2 separate regions of the Ovis aries genome follow, and region 2 is linked to region 1. Evidence: chromatin contacts called from public Hi-C data. All regions are on one chromosome and are shown on one strand. Each heading gives the region's core, a stretch centred on a gene start, on an enhancer-like site or on the middle of the called end of the contact. The rest is flanking DNA. Distances are from core to core; before and after follow the strand shown.

Evidence for each region. A called contact is a pair of places that touch in the nucleus more often than the background predicts.
Region 2: a Hi-C map of hypothalamus shows a contact between it and region 1, with 3 times the contacts expected there. The contact joins two enhancer-like sites. A contact is called at or near these places in 4 of 16 Hi-C or Micro-C datasets (hypothalamus, mixed tissues, muscle and 1 more).

Annotation. Positions count from the first base shown.
Region 1 is chr16:32,201,255-32,208,137 of ARS-UI_Ramb_v3.0, forward strand. The region is part of intron 2 of GHR (growth hormone receptor); the gene reads right to left. Among named protein-coding and RNA genes, the nearest start is that of GHR, 44 kb to the right of the region's middle. Within about 2 kb of position 5,042, at least 5 of the 54 cell types and tissues checked have an H3K27ac peak or open chromatin away from gene starts, as enhancers often do.
Region 2 is chr16:32,359,019-32,365,997 of ARS-UI_Ramb_v3.0, forward strand. It overlaps a transcript of GHR not described here. Among named protein-coding and RNA genes, the nearest start is that of GHR, 110 kb to the left of the region's middle. Within about 2 kb of position 2,668, at least 3 of the 54 cell types and tissues checked have an H3K27ac peak or open chromatin away from gene starts, as enhancers often do.

The DNA of each region.
Region 1 (6,883 bases), core at 3,792-6,291:
TGCTAGATGCTATGTAGACTGATGAGATATGGCACCTGGCACCAGGCATTTTGCATCTAAGGAAACAACATGAAATCACACAACTGAAAATTTAAGTTCAATATTAATTTCTACAAATGTCTTGACAGTATCTACTGCTTTACAACAATAAACAGTGTTTGCATAATTAAATAGCATTTTCACAAGAATGATGTCCCCATCATTCTCTGCTTCTAAACTATATGTTTATAATAGAACTGTAAGGGTAGAGGCCAGATTTTCCACTTGGAAACTGCTTTGTCTTCATGGAGAATCTTTGAAATAATTTCCTTTGGATTGTTGGCTTCTAGAGGGCAACTGGGCTTCCTAGGTGGTTCAGTGGTAAAGAATCTGCTTGCCAATACAGTGAAAATTAAAGATGTATTGTATTGACTACCAGTTTATTTCAGGTTTGATCCCTGGGTCAGGAAGATTTCCTGGAGAAGGGAATGGCTCCCCACTCCACTATTCTTGCCTGGAGAACTTCATGGACAGAGGAGCCTAGTGGGCTATAGTTCATGTAGTTGCAGAGAGTCAGACATGATTGAGTGACTAAAACAGCAAAAACAGAGGGCATGTATTGCCCTTTTCTAACTAACCAGACTAAGCTATCTCTCTTTATCAATTCGTCCACCTGGCATTACTTCATATCATTTGGTTAACAGAAGTTTTCTGAAGTTTAACAATTCTACAGGTAAGGATGTCAAGGGATATTTTCAGGTTAATTGGAGACTTGGTTTAACAACCTGAAATAAACTGGTAGTCAATACAATACCTCTTTAATTTTCACTGATTGTCAATAAACTCTGGCAAAGAAGTAAAGATGCTTTCAAAGACATAACTGAACTATGTATCTTTAAGAAAACATGGGGAGCTAGATAACATATTTATTCACTGAGTATGACCCGAGGGGCTGAGGGAAGAATCCTCTGAGTCACCAAAATGTCCATACCAGCTGGTGCTGGAGAAGAGACATTGTACCAGTAGAGATTAATTCATTTGGATGAATCATGGTCCTCTATCAAAATGCATATACCCCTGAGGGAGCTGTCAGATTCAGAAGACTCAGCTGGGCAAACACTTCAGCATAAATTATTTTATGATTTTTGCATGGGCCATCAGTTTGGGGCACACGCAAATAGGTTTTTAGGTGGAAGTTCCAAAGTCTGGAGCTCTTTTGGGAAGGTGGGCCTGTTAGGAATGCAGAGGGATTCTCTGGTGGCAGGCACAGTACGGTGGGGGGCAGGAGGCAGGTGTGGTGGGTAGGAAACAAGAGAGAGGGGGCTCTCAGACAGAGAGCTGTGGAAGATTTACATGCTGAAACAACCTTACCAACTGCACAATTCTCCTTGGTGAGCACATCTGAGATTTACTGCAATGGTCTTGATGTGATTTCTCACCCGGGGGAGGATGGCGGACACTGGAGGATGGTAGGAAGTAACAGTTCTCAAGGCCCATCATTTCTCCCTTCAGCTGCAGCTACAAGTACATCTAGTGGTGACGACAGTGAAACAATTCAAAAGCCAAAGATCCTACCCGCTGGTTCTGGAGGAGAAACTTAGTCTAGGAAACGGCAGAACACGGTCCACAAGAGCAATTTGCCTCCAATAGGGTCAAAAGTTCACTTCCTGACCGGAGTTGTTGCCACTCCTTTGACCTAACTCGGAAAGTCTGCTCTGTTTCTGGGCATCCCAAGTGCTGTCAACAGCTTGCACAGCTCCTACAGACAACCTCTGACCATGTTACAGCTGTTTTCTTGCTTGCCAATTCCCTTAAACTTGCAAGGTTCTCTATTCTTTCAAATCAGGGCTGGAAGCTATAGCTAATGTGGATGCTTCAGGCCAAGTGTTTCTCATTTTGGTTGCAGAACTGTACATTTGCCTAATGCGGAATGCATCCACACAGAGTTCCCTTTTAGAGCTTGTGAGGTGGGTGGCCAAAGGGGAGTTCTCTTCTACTCAGATTTTACTGTGCTTACTGAAAAACAAGTTGCTAGGCTTACAGCAAGGAATTCTGCCATGGCCTCTGCAACACACACACAGCTGTCTAAGGAAATCCAATGGGGAAGGCAAGGAGTCATTTCACGCCCATACTCCCTGAGAAGAGTCTTGCCAGTTGTAGGCACACATACTGGGTTTCTGATCCTACAAACCCATGAGAAGTCAGTGGGTGGAATGTCAATGCATGTACTTACTGTTATGAGCAACACTCCTTCTTAATATCAAGATTGCCACTTTTAATGCTGGTGTATAGTTGCGTTTCCCACAGCAGAGTTTAAGTAGCAAAAACTCAGGGATAATTGGTTCTAACAGAAAACTTCTTGGCATTCTGTGGCTGGTTTGCAATCTGAATTTGTGGCAAAATCTGATGCTCTGTGGTTGCTTTCAGGGGAACAGAAGCTCTCGAATATTGAATTTGTGTTTCCATTTCCCTGATCACATCTCTATTGTGCTGCCAACACAGCACTCTCCCCTACACTATAAGTAAATATGGAAAGGAAGGAAAAAAAGAAAAAAGCATCATATTTAGTAGTTGAGCAGAAAACTCTAGTCTTAGAAACTTTCCTCACAGAACCATCTCTCCTTCCTTTTGGACTCTAATCTTAAGCCTTTTTAAATGGTAACAGACTCTTTGGGGATCTTTCTTATTATTTTGAAGCATTATGTGTTAAAATAGAAGTTGTCTACGGCTTATCACTTTAAGTGCTTGGCTGTGTGTTCAGGTAAGCATAGCCAGCTGTAATTGAAGGCAGAGAATGATTGTTTCTCATTTATTCTCACCTTCTCTTTGTGTGCTTCCTTCATCCTTTTCAGGGAAGCTAGGGTGATGCCAGGCATGCAGCAGGCTCTCAATAAACACTGACGAATGAATGAGTGAAATAATTGGTTACTTCTGCCTTTCCCTCTCCCAACTTCCCACTGACCTCCTGCTGACCTCTAGGGGCCCAGAGCCATTCACTTCCAGTTGATTCTGAAGTTCTCACCACCATCCCTCTCTACCTGAACTTAATGATCTCGGGTTTCATTGCATCTTGCCAAGTATTGGTACAAATCTGATGATTTGCTATGTTTAGATTATAATTTGGGGACTTGTTACGTATTCCAGGAATAATAATTCAAAGGAATCATCTCCACCTTAAATTATACCTCATGCATGAGTAGACTCTTAGTCCTCTCATAGGTAGCACAAATGACCTTAAAATATTCAGGATGCACTGAAAGAGCCAAGTTAATACTAAAAGAAGTATACAAGTCCACATATATGTATGTCTACATATATATATATACACACACACATATATATATATATATGTGTACACACAGAGAAAGAGAGACAGGGAGACTACAGACCATTTTTTAAAAAGCTGATGCAATAATTGATAGTTTAGAACTTTCACACTTATAAGGTAAAGCTCTAACTTGAGATATTTTGTCTCTTCTCAGAAAACTATAAAACACTATGAAAACAATAAGAACAGATAACTCAGAAAAGAAGAAAGCAAAGGGAAATTTGTATAGAATTTTCTTTTTCTCAGTGAAGGGTAGTAACATGAAGACTGAAGTGTACCGAATAAATGAAGTTAATAAAACTGAAGTCTAAAGCCAATGAACAATAAGCATAATCCCAAAGCTAATGATGAGTTCATTTATGAGGATCTTCAGAGGAAAAAACAGGATATTGCAAAGCTTGAATAAGTTAAAAGGGCACATTCTTAACCTATACCTTTAGCTTCAATCCCCAGCAACATGCTAGAATGAATTGTTGGTTTCTGAGTCCAGAAAGGAAACCATGGGTCACTTGGAACCAGCATGGATTCATTAAGAACAAATCATTATTGGAAATGCACTTCACTTCCCTTCATGAAAGGATTATCTGGCTGTTTAGTAGAATGTTGTTCATCAAATGTTTCTGTTTCAGTGAGGCAAGGGACATAGTCTCTCATGCTATGCTGTAAGTAAAAGCTATTCCTGTTTTCTGAATAATTATAAGTGAATTCATAGATGGTTAAACAAATGACCCAAGAAGTAAATTACAGAATTCTAAACAGCCTGGGTCATGATTTTCAAGGGCAGGTTGCAAGGTTTTGAATTTGGTTTTGCAATAAACGTTTTGATAGAAGAGCCCCTGCAAAGTGGGGACATGCATATGGATTTGTCATGTCCATAGATGAAAAATAATTGGTAATTCTGTTCTGGAGGAAAAAAGGGGGACAGGGTTTCCAATCTAACAGATCTCATTAGATTCAACTAATGGACTGAAATGAACTAAAATTCTCCAAAATTATTTGGAGAAAAGGTAAAGTTCCCAGCTTGCAATTCTCTTGCAAAAGTACCCCTTTACCAGCCTGCATCACTGCGTGACATCTCACTGGCAAAGCCTGGGCTCAAACTTCCCTGACTCCCTGGAAGCTGCATCAGTAGGATCTGAGTCCAAGCATCATTTTGATTTCAAAAATGAGATTCAAAGCAGACAGCAAATTATCATGATTTTAAACAATACACAGTTGAACACTGAAAACCTTACTCTAACTCAGTCCTCTCTGGCAAAGACAGATATTTATGCAAAGAGAGAAGACAAGTGCATTCACATCTTAGAAGATTGTCCCTGAGCCAGTGGGTTACCCTCCTGGGAGATTAAAACTCACAGTCAGGGGTAGACATATAACCACAAAGTATGGTGGAGATGGAGGTGGGGTAGGGTGGGGAGAAGAGGTGACGGTACACAGAGAACATGGTCCAGCCCCAGGGAAAGGCATGTGGCCCCACTTGTCTAAGCATCTCATCTTGTTCTTTAATTAGCTCTGGTCTTCCTGTGCCAGGGAATGGATTTATGGCAGCAAATCTGTTTCTTAAAAAAAAAAAAAGGCAGCAAAACATATCCCCCAAAGTTCACATTCCCAAATAAAAAGAGAAGGGAGCAAAACCTTTGCCACTGAACAGGAAGACCAGGCAGTTGTGTTTGCACAAGGTTCCCAGGGAGGAAGGGGGAGGGGTTCAACTAGTGATAAGATCACAGCTTCCAGCCGCTGAGTGGCCCACCCTGACCCTCTGGTCTTGGGAGTTTGGAGCAGAATTCAGATCCCTTCTGGCTTTGACAAGGGAAAACAAAACAAAACCAAAAACAGAAAGAGGCAGAGAAAAAGAAAACTTTCCCAAGTCACTGATCTCCTTTTCCCCTCATTCCTTCTGTCTTGAGTCCATCCGTCCTCCTGTGACGATGCTTAATTTGGAGGAGGAGGAGACCATTTTAGTAAGAGCCCTAAATATTTCAGTTTCTGCAGCCTCCTAGCCTTAGACCATGCTCAGAAGAGCACATCGCCTTCCTGGGGTTTGTTTCTTCTGTTTTCATTTGTTTTGAAATGATATCCATGTTTTGCAGCGTATTCCAAATAAAAGCAACCCTCTTTTAAAATGCTTACTGCTAAACTTACAAACATCTTGATAAGAAAAAAAGAAGCCTGTGTGGAGTTCATTTACTCAGGAAGCCCGTTTTTTTCCAGTGTGTTATCACTTTGGGATTTAGTATTAGAAAAGATGTCCCTCAAGGATCAGACAGCAACTCAATATGTTGACCCTCTTCCCTTTGCATGTTATTTATAAACCATTTCTCCAACAAATTTATCTGCGATACCCAATGCCACGTGTTCGAGCTTTTTTTAGTCAGACATTTTGCACCTTCATTCAGCTTTGGCTGGAATCCCAGCGCTCTGGCTCAGACGAACTTTATGGCCTGACAAAAAGGGCCCTTTGAGGTCAGTGGGGCCTTGGTAAGGAAGGGCGAGGATCTCTGCCACTAGGGAGAGACACGTGGCAGGCACTGACGGCCTGAGGGGTAACTCTGCTCTTAGATTTGGATTTCCATGGTGCTTTCTTGCGAATGACCTGTACAAAATATAGCAACAAAAGCAAAACACTGATGAAGTAAGACAAATGGGCTTTCAGAGTGAATGTCTCTCCTAAAAGCACGGTGACAGGCCCAGGGTGTTCGTCTTTTAGAGATCTGAGTCCAGCTGTCCTATTTTATCACTGAGTCAATCAAAAAGTTAAACCCATTTCTTAGGAAACAAGCTTTCTGTTGCCATACAGCCCATTACTGTTGGAGGCAGCCACTTTAGCTGAAAGGTACACTCGATTATCAAAAAGCTTCCTGCCCTCCAACTGGCACATCTCTTCTGTTCTAAACGTTTTTGCTGAAAATTCTTAAGTTGAAAGGAAGAGAAATAGGCAAGGGTGTATTGGGAGGGGAGCAAAGTGGGATCAGAAAAAGGCAGAGGAGAAGGAAGAAAGGAAATATGATCAATATTTCACCAAACCGTATGACTTTTGGGTTCTCTTCCTTTAGTTTCATAACAATAAGAGCTTATGTCTATTGAGTGTTTATATGCTAGAGAGGTTTTAAGTTCTTACATGTATTAACTGATTTAATGTTCACAATAACCCTCTATGTTAGGCACTGTAATTGTCCCACCTTACATGAGGAAACTAAGGCACAGAGAGGTGAAGTAACTTCACTGAGGTCACATAGCATACAGGTGCTAGAAGTGCTTGTGCTTAGTTGCTCGGTTGTCTGACTCTGCGACCCTTTGGACTGTAGCCCGCCAGTCTCCTCTGTCCATGGGATTTTCCAGGAAAAAATCCTGGAGTGGGTTTCCTCCTCCAGGGGATCTCCCCAGTCCAGGGATTGAACCCTTAAATCCTGCGTCCTTGCCTTGGAGGAGATCAAATGCACTCTGTTCTCTGCACAGTCTGCTTGACGGGCTCCATGTTACACAACCCCCGTGACACAGGGCAGGTTAGGTCGGCGAGCTTATCTAGACACATCCCCTCTCTTTCAACCTTACTGACCACTCTCCACCTTTCTTTTC
Region 2 (6,979 bases), core at 1,418-3,917, 160 kb after region 1:
AGATCTTCCTAACCCAGGGATTGAACCTGGATCACCAGCATTGCAGGCAGATTCTTTACCATCTGAGCCACCAGGGAAGCCCTATACTAAAGGAACAGAGAGGGATGCCTCTCTTAAGGTTTTCAATTATATATTACTTTAAATGTTTTATTCTGTAAACAACTGAGGATACAATCTAGGAGTTATTACAGCAAATGTCTAGCATAGCAGGCTGTCCACCATAGACCACTACATCAAAGCACCTGTTCAATTTGCAAGCCCTTTTGGTTCTAATGCTGACTGAGGGATTTATGGGGTACTTTCTACCACTGGTGCCAAATCTCCATGAAGTGAGCATTTTCCTTAGGATACATTTTCCACTTAGAAGCCCAGCCAGCTGGGGATAGACTTGTTTGTGTTTAAACAAATCCACAATCTAAGAAGTCTATTTCACTGGGATTATAATGACATTCTTCTAAAGAAGACTGACTGAAGTCTAGGCAATAACAAAAGATGCAAGCCCTAATCAGAGCAGTAAACACACCTGGAAGTTTTAAGGACTCTGTAGAAGAAATTATCTACTGATTTGGGAACGGAGTATTTGAAGGTGAGAGGCTAATTAAAAACACACAGCCCAACAATTAGACAAAATCATCGCCTTCCTATGAATCATTATTCAGTGAAATGGGGACCTGACCTAAGGGTTCAATTGCCTATATTAAAAGGTAGTAAGAAACACCCAACAAGGAAGTTGAGACTAAGCAATGACCCTCTCTGTCATCCTTCTTTTAAGAGTCTGGTACTCTTTATGGAATTTATTTAGCTCAAAGAAAAAACAACAACAAAAGAAAAGAAACTACTTCAGGAAGACCTCCTGCATTAGACTGGGAGCTGGAAGCATGGTTGTGATTACATTTTTATCTGTTTTACATAATTTATTTTTAAAAATTAATGGTAAGGGAAGAGAATCATTAAACAGTATTTCCTGATGCTTATATCCAAAATTGTTGCACACTGTTAAATAAATGATATAAATTATAGCTTGACTGTCCAAGGCAGCCCACATTAAGTCAATTAACACTCTTTCCACATGGCTGTGTCTACAGCATTCAGCAGAGTGAAACAATAAAAAAATGAATCACATTTATTTTGTGCTCTTGAGAATCCCAGAGCCTAGCAAGGAAGACAGATATGTAAGAAGTAGACTAAGAGACTGAAAATGAGTGAAATAGGTGTTCCTACTTCCCTGGTGGTTCAGAGGGTAAAGCGTCTGTCTACAATGCAGGAGACCTGGGTTCGATCCCTGGGTCGGGAAGATTCCTTGGAGAAGGAAACAGCAACCCACTCCAATACTCTTGCCTAGAAAATCCCGTGGATGGAGGAGCTTGGTGCAGGCTACTGTCCATGGGGTCGCAAAGAGTCGGGAATGACTGAGCCACTTCACTTCACTTCACAGATGTTCAAGCAAAGCCCAAAAAGATCTGAGAGAAATTCAATAATTTAATGGATGCAAATATAGCTCTGCAAAAAATCCTGAGATCATCTTGATAATTCCTCTCTTTTTGTTGTTTATTTGTTATTAACTTGTGAGAAATATGAAGCTCAAGAAAGTTAAGTAGTCTTCAAAAATTACAAAGCCTATTAGAAGCAGAGGTGAGGAGACCTAGGTTTCCTGACACCTACTTTATTTCACATTATGTCATCCTAACTGGCAGGTTTCTAATATAAAAGCAGAACTTTGGTTTAGAAATTATATATTCAAGTACTTATCAGTAGACCTGCTATATTTGAGGGAGGAGGGTGAATAAGAGGTAGGGAGTAGTGAAATTGATTTAAAAAATTGTTATTACTGATGTATAGCTGATTTACAGTATTGCGTTACTTTCAAGTGTATGGCAAAGTGGTTCAGATATACATATTACATATATCTTTTTCAGCTTCTTTTTCCACACAGGTCTTTACAATGAAATAGATTTTTGAACTTCAAAAAATGCATTTTATCATTGATTATTTCCTCCCTTTAAATGAGGAAAGAATAAAGCAAGGAAGAAAATGTAATATGGATGGAGACCTTAAAGCAAGGGGGATGGGTGAGGACTGTTACTGCACACACACACACACACACACACACACACACACACACACACACACACGAGGGGGAGGGCATGCACAAGGCTCGCAGGGCCCCTTGTCCTGACTGAAGTTTGTGCACAGGTAGGATCTTCTGATAGGCCCAGAAGTCAGTCTCTATCACAGGTTAGTTTTCTCTTTGTCAAGAAGAAATGGTCATTTCTTTCACATCCAGACTTGCTGATATAAACAACACTGTCATCATCATCAAGCATAAACACTTTCTGCCGGAAGACAGAAGAGTCTCAGCTGTGGCATATTCTCAGCTGGTGGCAGAGGAAACTCATAATTTAGTCGGGAAGCCTCAGCTGGATACACAAAAGAGAAATCAATCATAACAGATAGGTGTCTAATACTGAGTCCAGGTCGTAAATGCTACATGTGGAAACGCCTCTGTCCTGGCACAAAAATACTCACAGAGAAGAAAATACTCACTGGCAGTAGGCACAAAATATTCACAGAGGAGAAAAGTCATTCTCAGTGGAGTTAATTTGCATGTTGGTAGTACAGTTCAGACTCAAACTGGGCTCAGATGGGTCCCAAAGCTGTTGCCTTTACACCACACCCTCTCTCCTGTATGGATCAGCTTTGCTTCCTCTCTCCAAGGCGAGGACTTGGTAAGTGAGGAGTATCAGGGAGCTCCCTAAGTACTGAGATATAACTGCTCCAGACTTCCCTGCGGCATCACGAAGCATTTATCTCCAGAGGAAGACAAGGTTGTTGACTCAGTTCATGTCCTATTTGTACATCTTCAACCCCAGTTGCCTGAGGAAGTGTCTCTGATGTACTTTCACATCATTTAGGGCCAGATAGCATAGTGTCTAGGACTTGGACAGAACAAGCCTTCAATAAATGCTGACTGCGATTACCAACTCACACTTGAGAAAAGAATATCTCACAACGTCATCTCTACCTGTCTGTAATGCGCAGCTGCAATTTGCTCATTTTCAGAATATTCTACATCTGCTATTCAGGGCCTGGTATTCCTTGATAGTAAGAAATGAGAGAGCTGTATTCACTGCATGTAGTATTCTATTCACCTACACCGTATTACATTTTCCACAGACTCATTGGGAGTTCAGGCATGAAAAAAAGTCTTGAAACTATTATATCATAATGTTTTGACTGTGGATGATTAATAATCTGAAAAGAAATGAGTTGTTTACAGGTTTAAAATTAGTGAACAGTGTAATGAAATGGCTAAGAGAGCTCATGAATATTAAGCTGATATAATTGGAAGGACTGATGCTGAGGCTGAAACTCCAATACTTTGGCCACCTCATGTGAAGAGTTGACTCACTGGAAAAAATCCTGACGCTGGGAGGGATTGGGGGCAGGAGGAAAAGGGGACAACAGAGGATGAGATGGCTGGATGGCATCACTGACTCGATGGACATGAGTTTGGGTAAACTCTGGGAGTTGGTGATGGACAGGGAGGCCTGGTGTGCTGCGATTCATGGGGTCACAAAGAGTCGGACACGACTGAGCGACTGAACTGAACTGAATAGATGTAGAGTGTCCAGGACTCGGGATTTCACGTCTATGTTTCGGATGATATACATTAGGAAAGATGGTGAGAATGTGGACTCAAGGGCATATTGGTCAGGGCAGAAACGTGTGGCACCCCACAGTGGGTGAGGAACAACTCCGAGAGCAGGCGAAAAAGAATTCAGGAAGAAGGAGCAGGCTATCTGTTCTCTATACAGCACTTGAAGGGATGAGAGATTAGATTCACTGTATGTGGTTCCAGTTTGGGCCAGTAAGCAGAAGAAAATGTTGATTCAGTACAGGCAGAACTTTCTAGTCATGAATCTCTCCTAGAAAAGACTGGCTAGTGAGGAAGCAAGATTTTCATCTGATTATTTCCAAGAAGAGCTCAGCTGGTCCACTAATAGGGATGGCTCTGAAGTGGTGGTTCTTGCCCTTGGTAGCGAGTTACCTCTAAAGCCAGTGATCATACTAATCAACCATGTTATTGAGTATATTCTTTATACTGTCCCAGGTTTAAAAAAAAATCACTTTACCAAAAAGACATCCTGTACTGCTTTGTTTACCCAGCTAGCAAAGGTATGACTCTAGCCTTAGAACACTTTGATTCTTATCAACTCAAGATTCAGAAAATGATTAGGTGATTTGAAAACTCATATTATTTAAGTCACTACCACAATTTATAGGGTTTTCTTTTTCAAAAAGAAAAAGAGGTGATTTGTATGGACATATGTGAACACACACACAAAATAGTAATTATTTTCATTATTGACATACTTTTAAAAAATGTATTCTCTGAAAGTAGACCGAAACTCTGGAATTGTGCAGTTTACCAGTGGAATGTCCAGAAGCTTAAGGTTAGTAGATTTAAAAAAAACAGCCCATGCCTTTTTAGTAAGCTAACCATTATGCTGTGCCTTATTCTCAGTGTATCACTCAGATCTGTCTTTATATTAACAATGCTTACTAGCAGATAGCCAAAAAGGTTTGCCAAGTGGGACCAACTTTAAGATTTGTTTCCATGTTGGGGTGCTTCATGTGCTTGGCAGAAGCAGACTGCAACGAGGGTTCATTTATTACATTATGCTATAAACATGTCTTGAGCTAACAAGATACTCAATATGACAATTCCATAGGTTACTAAGCACTATAAACATCTGTTAACACAGGCACCAGAGATAGCACAGAGAAGGCGTCTAATAATAGAATCCATTTTAAAAGTTTATGATGTGGAGTCTGCTGTTTAAAAACTAACAATCAAAAGCATAGCCCCAAACTCTGCCTAGAACAAATATTTTCCAGGCAAAGTTATGCTCAGTTTGAAACAAAAAATGCACTGGTGTCGTCACTTTGTCAATGCATTTATAGATTTTCATTTCACACCTCTGCCTGTGAAGTGCTGGTTGTCCATGCTATTCAGGAGATTTAAACTATAATTTCCCTGTGATATATTTACTCCAAAAGAAAAACTGAATGTTGACTCACCAACTTTCCTTAGACTCATGTGAAGCAAGAAGTTTACAAGAGGGAGGAAGAAGATGAGAGATGGGACATACTTAAGCCAAAAATGAAGTTTTCCAATGGTCTCTGGCTTAAAACACATCCTTCCAGCTCCATCTAAAGTCTATCTGAAGGGAAACCATCAATGACCCAGACTTCTTGAAATCTAATCTGGCAACACTGAGCCCTGCTTTTCTCAGAAGGAAACAATCCTCAATCACAGAAAAGATGGAACCAACAACTCTCGTCCACTAAATTTTATTTCGTTTCTATCCAGCATTTTAATTTCTAGAAATGTTTCAATACTAGTTACCTGCAAAGTCTATATAGCCTGGAATCCCCAGAGAAGAGGACTTCCAAGATGACAACAACTGCTCAGGGCACAGAACTGCCACGGTGAGGAAAGGTGGGTGCCTTTCCAGGCACACACACCAGGGAGTCTAAACTCCTCAGACTGGCTACTGCACGCTGGGAATCTCAGATCCACCGATCCAAACTGCGTCCGCGACTCGGGGCTTCTGGACCCACACATTCACACATCTCCTAGACCCTCAGTCCTCCTGTGCAGGTCTCCTGAGAGCTCCAGAAACCTCTCCCACCAGCCCTTGGATGGCAAAGGGATTAGTATTTTAAAGTCTGTGGTACTTAAATCCCGTTCAGCAACTCCTGCGACTTCCCAACCCTCTGGCTTCCCGTTACCTTTCCCTGTCCCATCCAAGGTCTTCTGGCGGCACAAACAGAGGGGCCGAACCTCTCCGGCCTCCTCCCCACAACGCCCCCGCACACCCTACTGGCTCAGGCTCCGACACACCCCCCACCCCCAGGAGCACACACGGGCGCACACTCACAGCGCGCACGTAAACACCCATTCAGCACGCAGACCCCGCAACCGGCCACCGACACCCGCAGCGCGGCCCCAACAGGCGTACCCCCCTGCTCCGGGTTATATACAAAGCACTCACCCCAAAATAGACTTCCCTGTGCACCCGCAAGTCGGTGACCCTGTTCAGCACCCTCCCACTGAGCACCGCCAGACTTTTCACCCCAGATCCGACACTATCCCACTCACCCGCGGCTCTCTTGCCTCGAGCAGTTCTGTCAAAACTTTGAGCCTGGTCGATTTCATAACCACAAGTGTGTCCAGGACTGGAGGAGCTCGGCTCGCCACGATCTCCACCCACCTCAGCTCATGCGGACTGCTGGCCGTGACTCTAGCCCCAGCTCCGTCGGTGCCAATGTCCCGGCTGCAGCCTGCACAAACGCACCAAGGGTGGTGCGCTTTGGGGAGCAGCGCGAGGGGTAGAGGCGCACAACCGGACCACCTCCTCTCTCTTGCCCTTTCCGCGCGCAGCCTGGGACCTCTCCTCGCTCAGCAACCGAGCCTCTGCAGTTCCTGCCCCAGCCTGGCTGACCGATGGTGTCAAACAGAAACGCTCGCAAAACTTCTAAGACTTGAACAAAACTGGATTCGAAGGAAGCCCCTCCAGGCACAGCAAACACGGGTGGGTGGAGGCGCCAGCGTGGGGTGGTTCGCTTGTCACCCGTAACTCCCTGATGCCCCCCACTAACTTACAGAAATACACACACATACACACGTCCAGAGCGTGGATCGGGTTACAACTACCCACCAGCTGAAAACAACTTCTTGGCGAGGAGGAGGGGCGCACCGCCAACCCCCAAGTCACCAGGACAAAAATTATCAGTGTAAATACGTAAGACAGATTCCCCAGTTTTCATAAACAACTGGCGTCCCAGGCTCCACTCCCAGGCCCCCCGACACAACAGTGGAAAAGTAACAGCCCGATCCCGGACCTCCCTTCCAGTACCTCCGAGCCTCGCCTCGGGAGAGAGAGCGCGGTTCGCGTCCGCGCTGGGGCCCAGG